Regions from separate parts of the Sus scrofa genome. Here region 2 is linked to region 1. A link is a contact called in public Hi-C data. All regions are on one chromosome and are shown on one strand. Each heading gives the region's core, a stretch centred on a gene start, on an enhancer-like site or on the middle of the called end of the contact. The rest is flanking DNA. Distances are from core to core; before and after follow the strand shown.

Region 1 (6,322 bases), core at 2,734-5,233:
ACCTCCATATGCTGCAGGTGTGGCTCTAGAAAAGACCAAAAAAAAAAAAAAAAAAAAGACTGAGGGGAAAAGCTTCCCTGGAGTTCCCGTCATGGCTCAGTGGTTAATGAATCCGACTAGGAACCATGAGGTTGAAGGTTCAATCCCTGGCCTTGCTCAGTGGGTTAAAGATCCGGTGTTGCCGTGAGCTGTGGTGTAGGTTGCAGACAGGCTCAGATCCCGTGTTACTGTGGCTCTGGCATAGGCTGGCGGCTACAGCTCTGATTTGACCCCTAGCCTGGGAATGGGAACCTCCACATGTCGCAGGAGCAGCCCAAGAAATTGCAAAAAGACAAAGAACAAAAAAAAAAAAGAAAAAGCTTCCCTTCAAATATGAAGAGTACTCATAAGAATAAAATGTTGAAACTCATTTTTTTTTTTTTTTTGGGGGTCTAATTGGAGCTGTAGCCACCAGCCAGAGCCACAGCAAAGCAGGATCCAAGCCGTGTCTGCGACCTACACCACAGCTCACAGCAACTCCAGATCGTTAACCCACTGAGCAAGGGCAGGGACCGAACCCGCAACCTCATGGTTCCTAGTCGGATTCATTAACCACTGCGCCGCTACGGGAACTCCAAAACTCACTTATTTTTTTTCCTAGCCATATCCAAGTTTTAGGAGTAAAGACATTCACAAGTGAAATTTCCCCCCACTTGCCAACATTATCTGTGCTATATCTTAAGGATTAAAATCAAGCACCCAGAAACATTTAAATTAGCCCACAATTTTTCAAACTTCTTTGACTCATTGTAAAAAGTACATTTTCCATGGTAGCCCAACTCACACCAGGGCACATGCACACATCACACACACACACACACACTCAGTATCAGAAACTGAAACAGTTTTCAAAAAACAATTACGCAGATTTGTCTGTAATCCCAGATTTTCTAGTTTCTTCTTTTGGGCCAGCATTACATCTCTCCCTGCACTCCCATAAGCACTCAGCAAGGTGGGAAAGTGGCCACTGCCCCCACTTTACATCAAGGGGCTCTGTAATCCCAGATTTTCTAGTTTCTTCTTTTGGGCCAGCATTACATCTCTCCCTGCACTCCCATAAGCACTCAGCAAGGTGGGAAAGTGGCCACTGCCCCCACTTTACATCAAGGGGCTCTCCTCAGGTGACCCAAATAGGCCCAAGAACCCGGACTTAGGTCTCTCAAATGTCATGCACTACACCACATTGCCTTTCCACGTGGCTTTTAAATTTAAAGCTAAAATCTATCATAAAAATAAACTCTGGGGGTAGTTCCCATTGTGGCGCAGCAGAAAGGAATCCGACTAGGAACCATGAGGTTGCAGGCTCGATCCCTGGCAGCACTCAGTGGGTTAAGGACATGGTGTTGCCATGAGCTGTGGTGTAGGTTGCAGACAGAGCTCAGATCTGGCGTTGCTGTGGCTCTGGTGTAGGCCGGCAGTAACAGCTCTGATTGGACCCCTAGCCTGGGAACCTCCATATGCTGCGGGTGTGGCCCTAAAAAGACAACACCAACAACAAAAACCTCTGGGGGAGTTCCCTTCGTGGCTCAGCTGTTAAGGATCCTGACTAGGATCCATAAGGATGCAGGTTTGATCCCTGGCCTTGATCAGTGGGTTAAGGATTGGCATTGCCATGAGCTGTAGTGTAGGTAGCAGCTGCAGCTCGGATCTGGCGTGGCTGTGGCTGTGGTGTAGGCCAGCAGCTGCAGCTCCAATTAGACCCCTATCCTGGGAACTTCCATATGCCACAGCGTAGTGCTAAAAATAAAATAAAGAAAAAAAAAGAAAACCACAAAACCCCTGGGAAGTTCCCTGTGCAGCAGGTTAAGGATCAGGCCATGCTATAGCTGTGGCATGGGTTTGATCCCTGGCCCAGGAACCTGTACATGCCGTGGGTATGGCCAAAAAAATAAATACAATTAACTTTGAGAGAAAACTGTACTACTACCAGAAGTCTTCCCTGGGGGGGCATAGCAGGGCCAAAGGGAAGCATCCATCTTAAAGAGATTGGGCAGCTAGAAGAGTCCTTCCTAATACCTGGAATCCATACCAACTTCCTTCTAATAAGGAAACCTTGGTCCCTGAAACCACATCCTGCTGGGAATCACTAACAGGCCAACAGTCATCAATTTTCATCAGTTCCAAATGAAGAAAGCATAGCGAGGATGCTGCCACTGATGATGGGCACACACCCCTAAATCCAGACATCCTAACTGGAGTGTGAACTCCTCCATCAGAAAGGCCCCTGAGCCTCAGAACCCAGGGAAACGACTGCTTCAAAATCTCCACCAAAGGAGGGGAGAGGCTGGAGGGCACTCAGTGCGGAAAGGAACCTAGGGGTACAAGCACCTTCCAAATTAGCTTAGCCATGCTCAGCACCTGAAATGCAGCCCAACCAGCCACTCTCTCAACTCACAACGAAACTGAAATCAGACCAGGGTCAAATACACTTGTTACCAGCACAACTGACCACAGCTTCCAACATGCTGCTAATCCCAAACGAACCCAGAGAAGAGAAGGGGTGCCGGAAATGAGCTAAAAAAACCTAGTTACATGTCAGCGAGGTCACACCCGTTCTGAAAAAGTGTAACAAAGAGGCAGGAACTCAGGCTCCTAGCAGAAGAACAGAGCTGGAGCCTAGGGCCCTTGGTGCCTCCTGGCAAATTCCTTAACTTCTCTGCACCTTCCTCTCTGTAATGCTGGGCTTGCCCGGCGCCATTGTGAGGAGGGCTAGGCGGCCTCTGGCACTAGGATCGGCACAAGATCATACAGCTGCTCTCCTTAGGGCAGCCTCTCCCTCCAGCAGGGAAAGGGGGACTTTCTTCCCTGTCCCACTGCGTAACTGTAGGCTTGGGCCTTCTTCCTTGGAAGCCAGCAGCCCGGTGGTCACTAACTCGCCCAATTCCTCCTAAATCTAGGTCACAGGTTGGGGGGATGGGGGAGAGATGAAAATGGTGCCCACGATTGTACTATGATTTCTGGAAAGCGTTTTCCTTCCTGGCTGTGGAGTTTCTACTTGAAGTCGGCTTCTCCCTTGCAGGACCCCTGAGGGGTTTCCTTATTTTGGCCTAGGGCTTCCGCTGTCCCCCCATCGTTGCCCCCAAGAGTGGCGGCCTGGCCATCTTCCAGGGGCGGGGTGGGAATACCGGCCCAGGAGGCTAGGCCCAGTTCCAAGCCGGGCACCAGGGAGCGATCTGGACTTGCGTTAATCCCATAAGGGGTTCCCTCTGGGGGCGACCTACGGACAAGGTCCCCTAAACAGGAGCCCAAGACCTGGGGTGGGGTGGGGGTCCTGCACTTTGAACAAGAAATCCAGAAACATGCTCAAGACGGGAGAGCCGCCGCTGGGCCAGTGGCACTGGGTGTGTGTGACGACACTGCCAAGCCTCTTCCGGGGCTACCCTCGGGGAGGAGGAGGCGGGCCCCCACCGCCGAGCGGGTAAACTGAGGCTCGCGGACGGAGCGTGCGTAAATCCAGGGCGGATAGGCAGGCGGGGCTCAAGCCAGGAGCGGGGCCTCTGTCTGGGTCCTGCCGGGTAGGACCGATTCGGGATCGAACGGGGTTGGGGTCAGGGCAAGAAGCCCGGCCAGGTTCAGCGCGCCGGGCTCACCTCGTCCTCCTTATGGTTCCGGATGCCGCGCACCAGGTCCTGCAGATTCTTGTCGAACATACGGTCGATGCTGCCCTTGACCATCTTGAGAGCCATCGCGGCGGCGGCCACCGCCGGGCTCGAGACTTGGGAGACGCGCGGCCGGGTGCCCTGAAGGGGCAAGGGGGCCTCGCCTGCCGCCCGTGGAGCGCTGCGCTGCCGGCCGCCGCGGTGGGGCGGGTTCTCAGGCCAGGTCGGCGGCGGTCGGCGGGGTGGCGGGGGCGGGGGCGGGGGCGGCGGCGGCGACGACCCGCTGGGCAGGCCGCGCTCCCTTTCCCTCCGGCTCCGCGCCGAGCCGCTTGCAAATGGCGGACAAGATGGCGGCCGGTCAGCTGACGGCCCTAGCAGAGTCCCGGCGGCCCGCCCCCGGGAGCCCCGCCTCCCTAGAAACCCCTCCCCTTCAACTTACTGCGTTTCCCTAACAACGCCAAGCCGCCCAATGGAAACGCAGACAACGATCACAGGGCCCTTCGGCCTTGCTCTCTACGGCTCAAGACTCTTCCCTCTCATTGGTCAGTGACATCATTAGCTCCACCTACTTCCCCGTTCAAGGTTGTAACCACGCCCCCTTGGCGTGCCCTCTCTGCCCCGCCCCTCAGCTAAGTGACAGGCGTAAGAGAGCCCAGCTGTGGGTGGAGCCTGCTATGGGCGGGGCGCCCACGTGGAGTTTCCCAGGCAGGTTCCTGGAGAAGGATCCAGCTCCGCCCTTTCTGATTGTAAAAGCTGACACTGTCTGAGAACCTCCAAATTCGACTCTGTCTCCAGAACGTCTCACAAAATCCTATCATATGGGCAGACAGGGATTAACATGCCCACCTGGAGAAGCTGAGGACCAGAGCTAGGACTTCAATCCAGTTATTCACTCAAGAAGTTTTTTTTCTTTTTCCCGCAGCACCAAGGGCATATGGAAGTTCCCTGGCCAGGAATCCAATCTGAGCTGCAGCTGCAACAACTCGGTTTTTTTGTTTTCCTTCATTTTAAAAAGTTTTATTGAAATATAGTTGATTTACAGCCTTGTGATAAACACTGAATTCTTAACCTACTGCTACGGGCAGGGATCTAACCCGCGCTGCCTCAGACAATGGGGGATTTTTAACCCACTGCACCACAGGGAGAACTCCCCCATTCAAGGAAAACTTATTGAGCACCTACTTTATGCCAGGCCTCCCTCCCAAGTGAATGAGATACAAGTGGTTCCTGCCCACCAGGATCCACCACTAAGAGAGTAAAAGCGAGCCACAAACTGTAATGAGATATTAGCAACACATGTATCTGCCAAAGGATTTATATCCACAATATACCTGAACAGAAAATAAAGCAGAACCAAACAAAAAATTCCTACAAAACGAAAAGAGGTGTTCTCATTGTGGCACAGTGGAAACGAATCTGATTAGTAATCATGAGGATGTAGGTTCAATCCCTGGCCTTGGTCAGTGGCTTAAGGACCTGGCACTGCCATGAGATGCAGTGAAGATCACAGACACAGCTCAGATCCCACATTGTTGTGGCTGTGGTATAGGTGGGCAGACAGAGCTCTGATTTAACCCATAGCCTGGGAACTTCCATATGCCATGGGTGCAGCCCTAAAAAGCAAAAACAAAAAACAAAACAAAAAAAACACCAAAAAGAAAAAGACAATTCAGTTAAAATATGGGGAGTTCCCGTCGTGGCACAGTGGTTAACGAATCCGACTAGGAACCATGAGGTTACGGGTTCAGTCCCTGCCCTTGCTCAGTGGGTTAACGATCCGGCGTTGCCGTGAGCTGTGTGTAGGTTGCAGACGCGGCTCAGATCCCGCGTTGCTGTGGCTCTGGCGTAGGCCGGTGGCTACAGCTCCGATTCAACCCCTAGCCTGGGAACCTCTATATGCCGTGGGAGAGGCCCAAGAAATAGCAACAACAACAACAACAAAAAGACAAAAAAATAAAATAAATAAATAAGTAAATAAATAAATAAATAAATAAAAATATGGCACACACAGCAAAAATTTATGAATAAAGCATATCGCAAAAGAAGACATCCAAGTGGCCATCTACCTCAATCATCAAGAAAGTGTAAATTTAAACCACACTGATATAGTTCTGGACTCTGGAAGAATAGCTAAATTTAGAAAGACTGAAGAGTTCCAGTAGTGGCTCAGTGGTTAAGGAAACTAACTAGTATCCATGAGGACGCAGGTTCGATCCCTGGCCTCACTCAGTAGGTTAAGGATCCAGTGTTGCCGTGAGCTGTGGCGTAGGTCAGAGATGAGGCTTGGATCCTGCATTGCTTTGGCTGTGGTATAGGTGGGCAGGTACAACTCCGATTCAACCCCTACCTAGCCTGGGAACCTCCCTATGCCGCAGGTACGGCCCTAAAAAGACAAAATACAAAAAAACAAAACAAAACAAAACAAAAAAGACTGAGGATATTAAGTGTTGCAGGGATGTGGAGCTACTGGAACTCTCCTGTCTTACACTTGAGGTAGAAATGTAAAACTATACAGTTACAACAGAAGCCTGTCTGGCTGTATCTTTTAAAGCTAATATACCTGTTCCCTCTGACACAGAAATTCTACTACTGTTCCCAAAAGAATGCATAAACACATCCACCAAAGGACCTGATCAAGGATAGTCAAAGTAACTGTATTTATATTAGCCAAAAACTCAAAATGA
Region 2 (6,322 bases), core at 1,371-3,870, 180 kb after region 1:
ATGTCCGGTCTTCTATAGAAAATGTCTGTCGGCCCCACCTGAGTTTGAAGCCCTGTCATTGCGTCCTTTTCCTGCTTGACCCTCCCCTACGGAACAAAGACTGTGATAGAACCTACTTCATGGGGTTATGGAGAGTGGACAATGCATTCGGGCACTTGGCCTGGGGGCCGGGAGCCCACACCTGTGGGTCTGCCCCCCTCAAGGGGACGGGTGCACTGTGGCAGGCGGGCAGGATTCTGAGACAGAACCGGCATTCCCTCACCCCGAGAACACGCCTGGGAACCCCCTCCCCTCAGTGTGGAACAGGAGCAACGATGGGACATCACTCTGTGGTCATGTGACAGAGACAGAAGGCTTCGCAGCTGTAATTAAGGTTCAAGAGTCGGCTGACTTTCAGTGAACCTAAAGGGAGGCTATGCTGGGTAGGCCCAACCTGAAAGGTGAGCTACTAAAGGAATGGGCACTTTCTGGACAAAAGAGATTTTCCTGCTGGCTTTGAAGAAGCAAACTGCTAGGCGATGGACAGAGCCCATGGCAAGGGCAGCAGGCAGCCTCCAAGAGCCAAAAGGGTCTCTGGCCCACTTTAGCCAGAATACGGGGACCTGAGTCCAACAACCAGTGGGCAGGCAGGAGGAACTGGGTCTCAGATGACAAGCTCCCAGAGACACTCTTTTATGGCCACCTTGTCAGCGACCTGAGGCACCCAGAGTATAGAAACCACGCACACTGTTGAGATAAAAACGTGTGTTGTTTAAGCAGCTAACTGGTGGCCGTTTGCTCCGCAGCGTTGCAAACATAAGCACCCCGAGACGAGACCTATCTCCTATGTTTCAGAGCTAGGATGGTACTAGCATGTTCAAATCCTCACTGTGCCAGGTACCTCGACTGGCAGGCACTGACTGTGCTTTTAGCCATTCTGATGCTACTCAACTGTCCACAGCTCAGGGAAGGAGGGATCTGGAGCACTGTTTAAGAAACTGAAGATCAGAGGAAGCTGAATAAGTGAAATGTTGACCTTGAATTATCTGTCAGGGACTTCCTATCGTGGCTGAGTGGTTAGCAAATCTGACTAGGAACCATGAGGTTGCAGGTTTGATCCCTGGCCTTGCTCAGTGGGTTAAGGATCTGGTGTTGCCGTGAGCTGTGGTGTAGGTCGCAGACACGGCTCGGATCCCGAGTTGCTGTGGTTCTGGCATAAGCGGCGGCTACAGCTCCGATTAGACACCTAGCCTGGGAACCTCCATCGGGAACCCTGTTAACACTTTACCTGCCTTGAACTCTTTAATCCCCACTGCTGAGGTGGGCGGAGTCAATAATAGCCTCTGACAAAGGAAGAGACTGAGGCTCAGAAAAGATAGTGCCTTGCCCAAAGTTCCACAGCAGCTGAGTGGACAAGAGGGCTCTGCCATGGACGGCACTGCCCGCATGACCCTGCAGTCTCCTTACCAGATTCCAGTAGGAGACGCAGAGTTAAAGCCTCACAATAACAGCAGAAAGCTGCAAACTGTGTGACAGGTACTAGTAGAAGCTCATAACAAAGAGGCCTGACCTGGGCTGGGGAGTCAGGGAAAGCTTCCCAGAGCAATGGTATTGAGCTGCCAGTGGGGAAATGACCAAGTTAACTTGGTAGCCAGTTAACCTGGTAAAGGTGCTCAAGACAGAGAAAACAAGTATCTTTACAGCCCTGTGGCGGTTGAGAACTCCCAGCATTACTCTGGAGCAAAAGGTTCCTCCTTTACCCTGGAACAACCGTGAACAAGGAGATGGGATTTCTTTATAACAGATCCCTCTGGTGGCTTCATAAAAATTGACCATAGGGCCATGGTTCTCAACCGGGTCAGTTCTGTCCCCCAAGGGACAGTGGGCCATGTCTGGGAGGTCTGTGGTCGTCACGAATGGGGGGCTCCTGGCATCAAGTGGGTGGGAATCAGAGATGCTGTTTCACACTCTACAACGCCCAGGACAAACCTCCACAGAGAACACTGCTGCCCCAATGTCAGCAGTGCCGAGCCTGAGAAACCCTGGTGCAGGAGCACGGTGAGGAGCTGGGGCAGCCACCTGGGTGAGAAAGAACCACAGCAGGCAGAGCAGTGAATCCCAGCCACTGGGTTTTGGGTTAGTTTGGGGCCTTTTCCCGTGCCTCAGTTTCCCCACCTGCAACAGGGCCGTAATCGTTCCTACCTCCCGGCGCCTTTTGCAAGCCGGCACGAGTTCTCCGAACTAAACGATTAAAGCGCCGCCCAGGTATTCGTCATCAGTACCGCTGCCCGTTACCCCGTGTGGACCTTAAGAGGGGGAGAGTGGGGGGGGGAGGCAGGGGGCGGGGCCTCACCTTCGCGGCCTCCCTGGAACTTCACCCGAATAGTCTTGTCGATGTACTTGGACAGGTCCAAGATGCTTTCCTTCTTTTTCTTCTCTTTGTCCTGCGAGGAAAGCACATTGCGTGAGGGGGGAAGCGCGGCCAGATTCTGCCCCGCCAGCCCCTCCAGCCAAGCCAGCCGCGCCGCACGCTCACCGCCATCTTGCCGCCGCCGCCGCGCCGCGCCCTTTGGCCTCTGCCCCCTGCACATGCGCGGCGGACGCCTGGCGCCTGCGCAGCGCGGGGCGCCAAGGCGTTGCTGGGAAACATCTGCCGACGCCTGCGGCGGGGACCGGGCGACATGGCGGCGGTGGCATCGCTGGCTCGGCTCGCGGCGGCCTTCGTTCTCCTCGCAGCCCAGGTGAGGGCGGCGCCGACCCTGGCGGCCTCGCCATCCGCGGTGCCATTACTCCTTGGCCCCCCGACCCCGCATAGGGGTCCGCTCGGCCTGGCCTGGGGGTCAACCTAGGGTGTCCGTGCCCCCTACGCGGTCGGCCCGCGGGCTCGGGGCCGGCAGTGACCTTGCCGGACTGTCCCCGGCGCGTCTGCCTTCCCTGCCTGGAAGCCCTTCCCAGCCGCAGCGTCACCAGGCCCCGCCGGAGTCTTAAGGGGGGGTTCCCCCTCTCCTGCCCCGAGCCCCGCTTGTCCACCCCGGGGTCTCCAACCGCCGCCAGAGACGCCCCTCTAGCTTCGTGACTTTGGTCTGGGAGCTACCCCTCTCCGAGCCTCAGTTTCTCCTTGAGTGCGACGCTATCTGCCTCGACCGTGGTTGTGGTAAACTGTCCAGCGCGGCACCCAGGGTCTGGCGGTGTTGGGACGCAGCCGGGAGCCCAGCCCCGAAGTGGGGTCGAATCGCCGCCGCATCTTTTGCTCGCATGACCTTGGCAAGGGAGTTCCCCGCTTTGAGTATCAGTTCCTTGTCTGCAAAAGGAAGATAAGTGTACAGTATAGAGTCAGCGAGATGATATATGGGATCATGAACGCGCAGCATGCTACTTCTCTGTCATTTAACGTTAAGGGTCTCCAGGTGCTAGTGGGGGGAACTACCACGAGGTGGCTGATATACATTGTCATAAGTGCATCTTTTATTACCAAATCCTCCCCCTCTCTCAGGTTCCACAGCTTAGGCAGTGGTGGCCCCCAACAGCTCCCAAAACTGGGTCATTAGCCTGCTCCAGCCCCTCCACCTCTGCTCCAGGCAGATGGCTTTCCTCTGTGGCCACTTTTGTTCTCTGCACCCCCGGTTCATTCTCAACACTGCAGGAGCGATCTTTCTCAAAGTGTGTCATGTCTTGTGCCCAGAGGAGAGCCTTCTGGCAGCTTCCTGGTGCATTCGTGAAGCCCCTGTGATCTGGCTGTCAGGAAGCTTCCCCTTTCCAGCTCTAGTGTATTGAAGGCTCCCTGCACTTCTCTCTTTCGCCCAGGGTCACAGAATGGTAGGGAGTGGGTTTAGGGCTGTGAGCAAGCAGCCTCCTGTCAGTGGAGAGCTGGTCTTCCTCTTGAGCGCCATGAAGAACCAGGCCCAGGGAGGGTTCTGTATGTAGGGTTGTGTATGAATTGCCTGGTCATACACTTAGCCTCAGCTTCATTGCCCCTCCCTCTCAGGCTCTCTGGGACGCCCCCCTAGCTGCTTTGCCAGCCCCCTGTACTTCCCTGAGCCCTGTTCACTCATTTTCCTCAGCTGTCTCAGCAACTCGAGGCAGGGACCTTGAGCTGTCTGGGTATTCCAAAGGAGTGCAAAGCTAGAAGCAGGGGGAGGGTCATGGAAACACCACAGAATGAGGGATGCAATTGGCCTGGGAATGCTTTTCAGGAGCAGCGGTGCCTGCAGGGTGTTCTGAAGGACGAGTAGGAGTTTGCTAGGTCAGGAGAGCAGATGGAGGGTGTTGCAGGTGATGTGAGCAGGGCCAGGCAGAAGCGTGAGAGCTTTATTTGGGGAAGCTGTGGCTCCGCTCTAACTGGTGTATTTTCAGTACAGTGGTTCCACCTGAGAATGGTGTCATCCCAGTGGAGGCTCAGGTGCACTGGCAGGGAGGCCAGGGAGGGAACGTCAGGGGAGTGGCTCCAGGCCGAGGGTAAAGGGCAGATGGAGCCTGTGGCCCTCCCAGGCTGGGGTCCAGGGAGTGGGCTGGACAGGTCAGAGCTGCATGCTGGAGGCCCACGTGATGAGGTGTTTGGACTTTATTCTCAGCTGACTGAACTTCATCCTGAGTGTGGGGAGCCAAGAAGAGTGTTGGAGAGAGGGAGGAGCTCTTGGGCCATTGCTTTCCGGAACAGAACCCTCCCTGGGCCTGGTTCTTCATGGCGCTCAAGAGGAAGACCAGCTTTCCACTGACAGGAGGCTGCTTGCTCACAGCCCTAAACCCACTCCCTACCATTCTGTGACCCTGGGCGAGGGGTTGCACCTCCTCAACTAGACAAACACACACTCCCCAGTTACTATAAGGCATGTACATAAAGGCCTATGTGGGGCCTGTTACTAAGCAGATCTGACCCAACATTGGTGCTGTCTCTGCCCCTGCCATTGCCCCACTCCACCTGGCCCTTTACCCATACACTTTCCCCCTAACCTGCCCCTTCTCCCCTCCACTGCCCGCCTCCGCCTGCCCCTTCCCCCTAACCCTTTCCACTTGCCCCTTAACCCTCTCCCACTTTCCTTCACCTGAACATCTTTCTCTAAGCATCCCAGGACCTAATTTTCCCCTCCTAGAACCCACCAAGTCTTAGGAAGGCTGCGCCCAACCTGGACCCTTGAGCTTCTCCCAAAGCCCTCTGACGTGGATGCTTTCACCATCATCATGAAGCATAATTTCCCTAGAGGCTCCTGAACTCACTTTATGATTGTGATGTGTTGGGAAGTGGCCTGTCTTCCATAGTCCCAGCTGTTCTTGGTTTTCCAAACTGGGATGGGCCACACTGGAAGGCAGGGTACTCACATCCCGGTGCCCTTTTGAAGAACTTCTCCCAGCGCTTAACTTTGGGGAGGAGACCAAATTCACATTGACAATGTGGTTTCTGGTATTTGATTCAAGCCCAGGTTTATTTCTTAACGGAAAGCCAGTTGTGCACATTGGGGGAGGAATCTGGGAAGTGTGTGCTTGTGCTTTTATTTTTTTTATTTTTTGGTCACCCTGTGTGCAGCGTATGGAGTTCCTGGCCCAGGGAATCAGATCCGAGCCACAGCTGTGACCTACACTGCAACTGCTGGATCCTTAACCCACTGTGCCAGGCTGGGAATTGAATCTGCATCCCAGCGCTCCAGAGACGCTGCTGATCCCAATCCTATTGTGCTACAGTGGGAACTCCTGCTCTTGTGCTTTTAAAAGACCTTAAACATTTTTTTTCTATCCATTCCCATTGTATATAAAGGACAGTTTTCACCAGCAACTCAGGTCCCCTAGGTCAGGGGGCAGCAGATGTTTTCCAAAGGGTCAGACAGCATTTTCAGCTTTCGGGCCACCTGGCCTCTGTTAGAACTCTGCAGCTCTGCAATTGCAGCTGAGAGCATCTGTAAGCCCTGCATGCCGGAACTAGGCTGCTGTGTTCCAATAAAACTTTATTGATGAATATAGAAGGTGGGCTGGATTCCCCCTGGGTTTGAGGGGTCACAGACTCCCTGAAGTGGCCTGGGGTGGGGGCGGGGCTCTGAGCGGGTATGAGCCATTAGAAGGGGCACAGGTCCAGGCACAGAACAAGGGGGCAGTCTGGTGGGGAGAACCTGGAAGAGGGAGATCCTAGTTCTGCCTCAGGTCGAGGGAATGAGGTTGGACAGGAAGGGGACGACAGGAAGGGAGTCACATGAACAGCCACAGGGCCCAGGCAGCTGACCGGATTTCCTCCCCAGCACATCTGGAGTGAGCAGTGCTTCTGACGGGCATGGTCGACGTCTCTCTCCAGGGGCCAAACCAAATCATGGAGCAGACGCATGTGGGGGCCACCTGGGCAGCGGTGGGACCCGGGCCT

What was found. Hi-C and Micro-C count contacts between places; a contact is called where the count stands out from the background.
Region 2: a contact with region 1 is called in a Hi-C map of liver, with 3 times the contacts expected there. The contact joins the promoter of SPPL2B here to the promoter of AP3D1 in region 1. A contact is called at or near these places in 1 of 47 Hi-C or Micro-C datasets (liver) and 1 of 2 datasets of contacts at active chromatin or transcription factors (alveolar macrophages).

What each region holds. Positions count from the first base shown.
Region 1 is chr2:76,426,104-76,432,425 of Sscrofa11.1, reverse strand. AP3D1 (AP-3 complex subunit delta-1) reads right to left here and starts at 3,983. Exons shown (of 32, transcript XM_021084197.1): 1 at 3,630-3,983. The coding sequence starts at 3,725.
Region 2 is chr2:76,243,365-76,249,686 of Sscrofa11.1, reverse strand. It overlaps SPPL2B (signal peptide peptidase-like 2B), which reads left to right and starts at 2,620. Exons shown (of 15, transcript XM_003123025.5): 1 at 2,620-2,720. The coding sequence starts at 2,661. LSM7 (U6 snRNA-associated Sm-like protein LSm7) reads right to left here and starts at 2,677. Exons shown (of 4, transcript XM_003123024.4): 1 at 2,516-2,677; 2 at 2,333-2,423. The coding sequence starts at 2,662.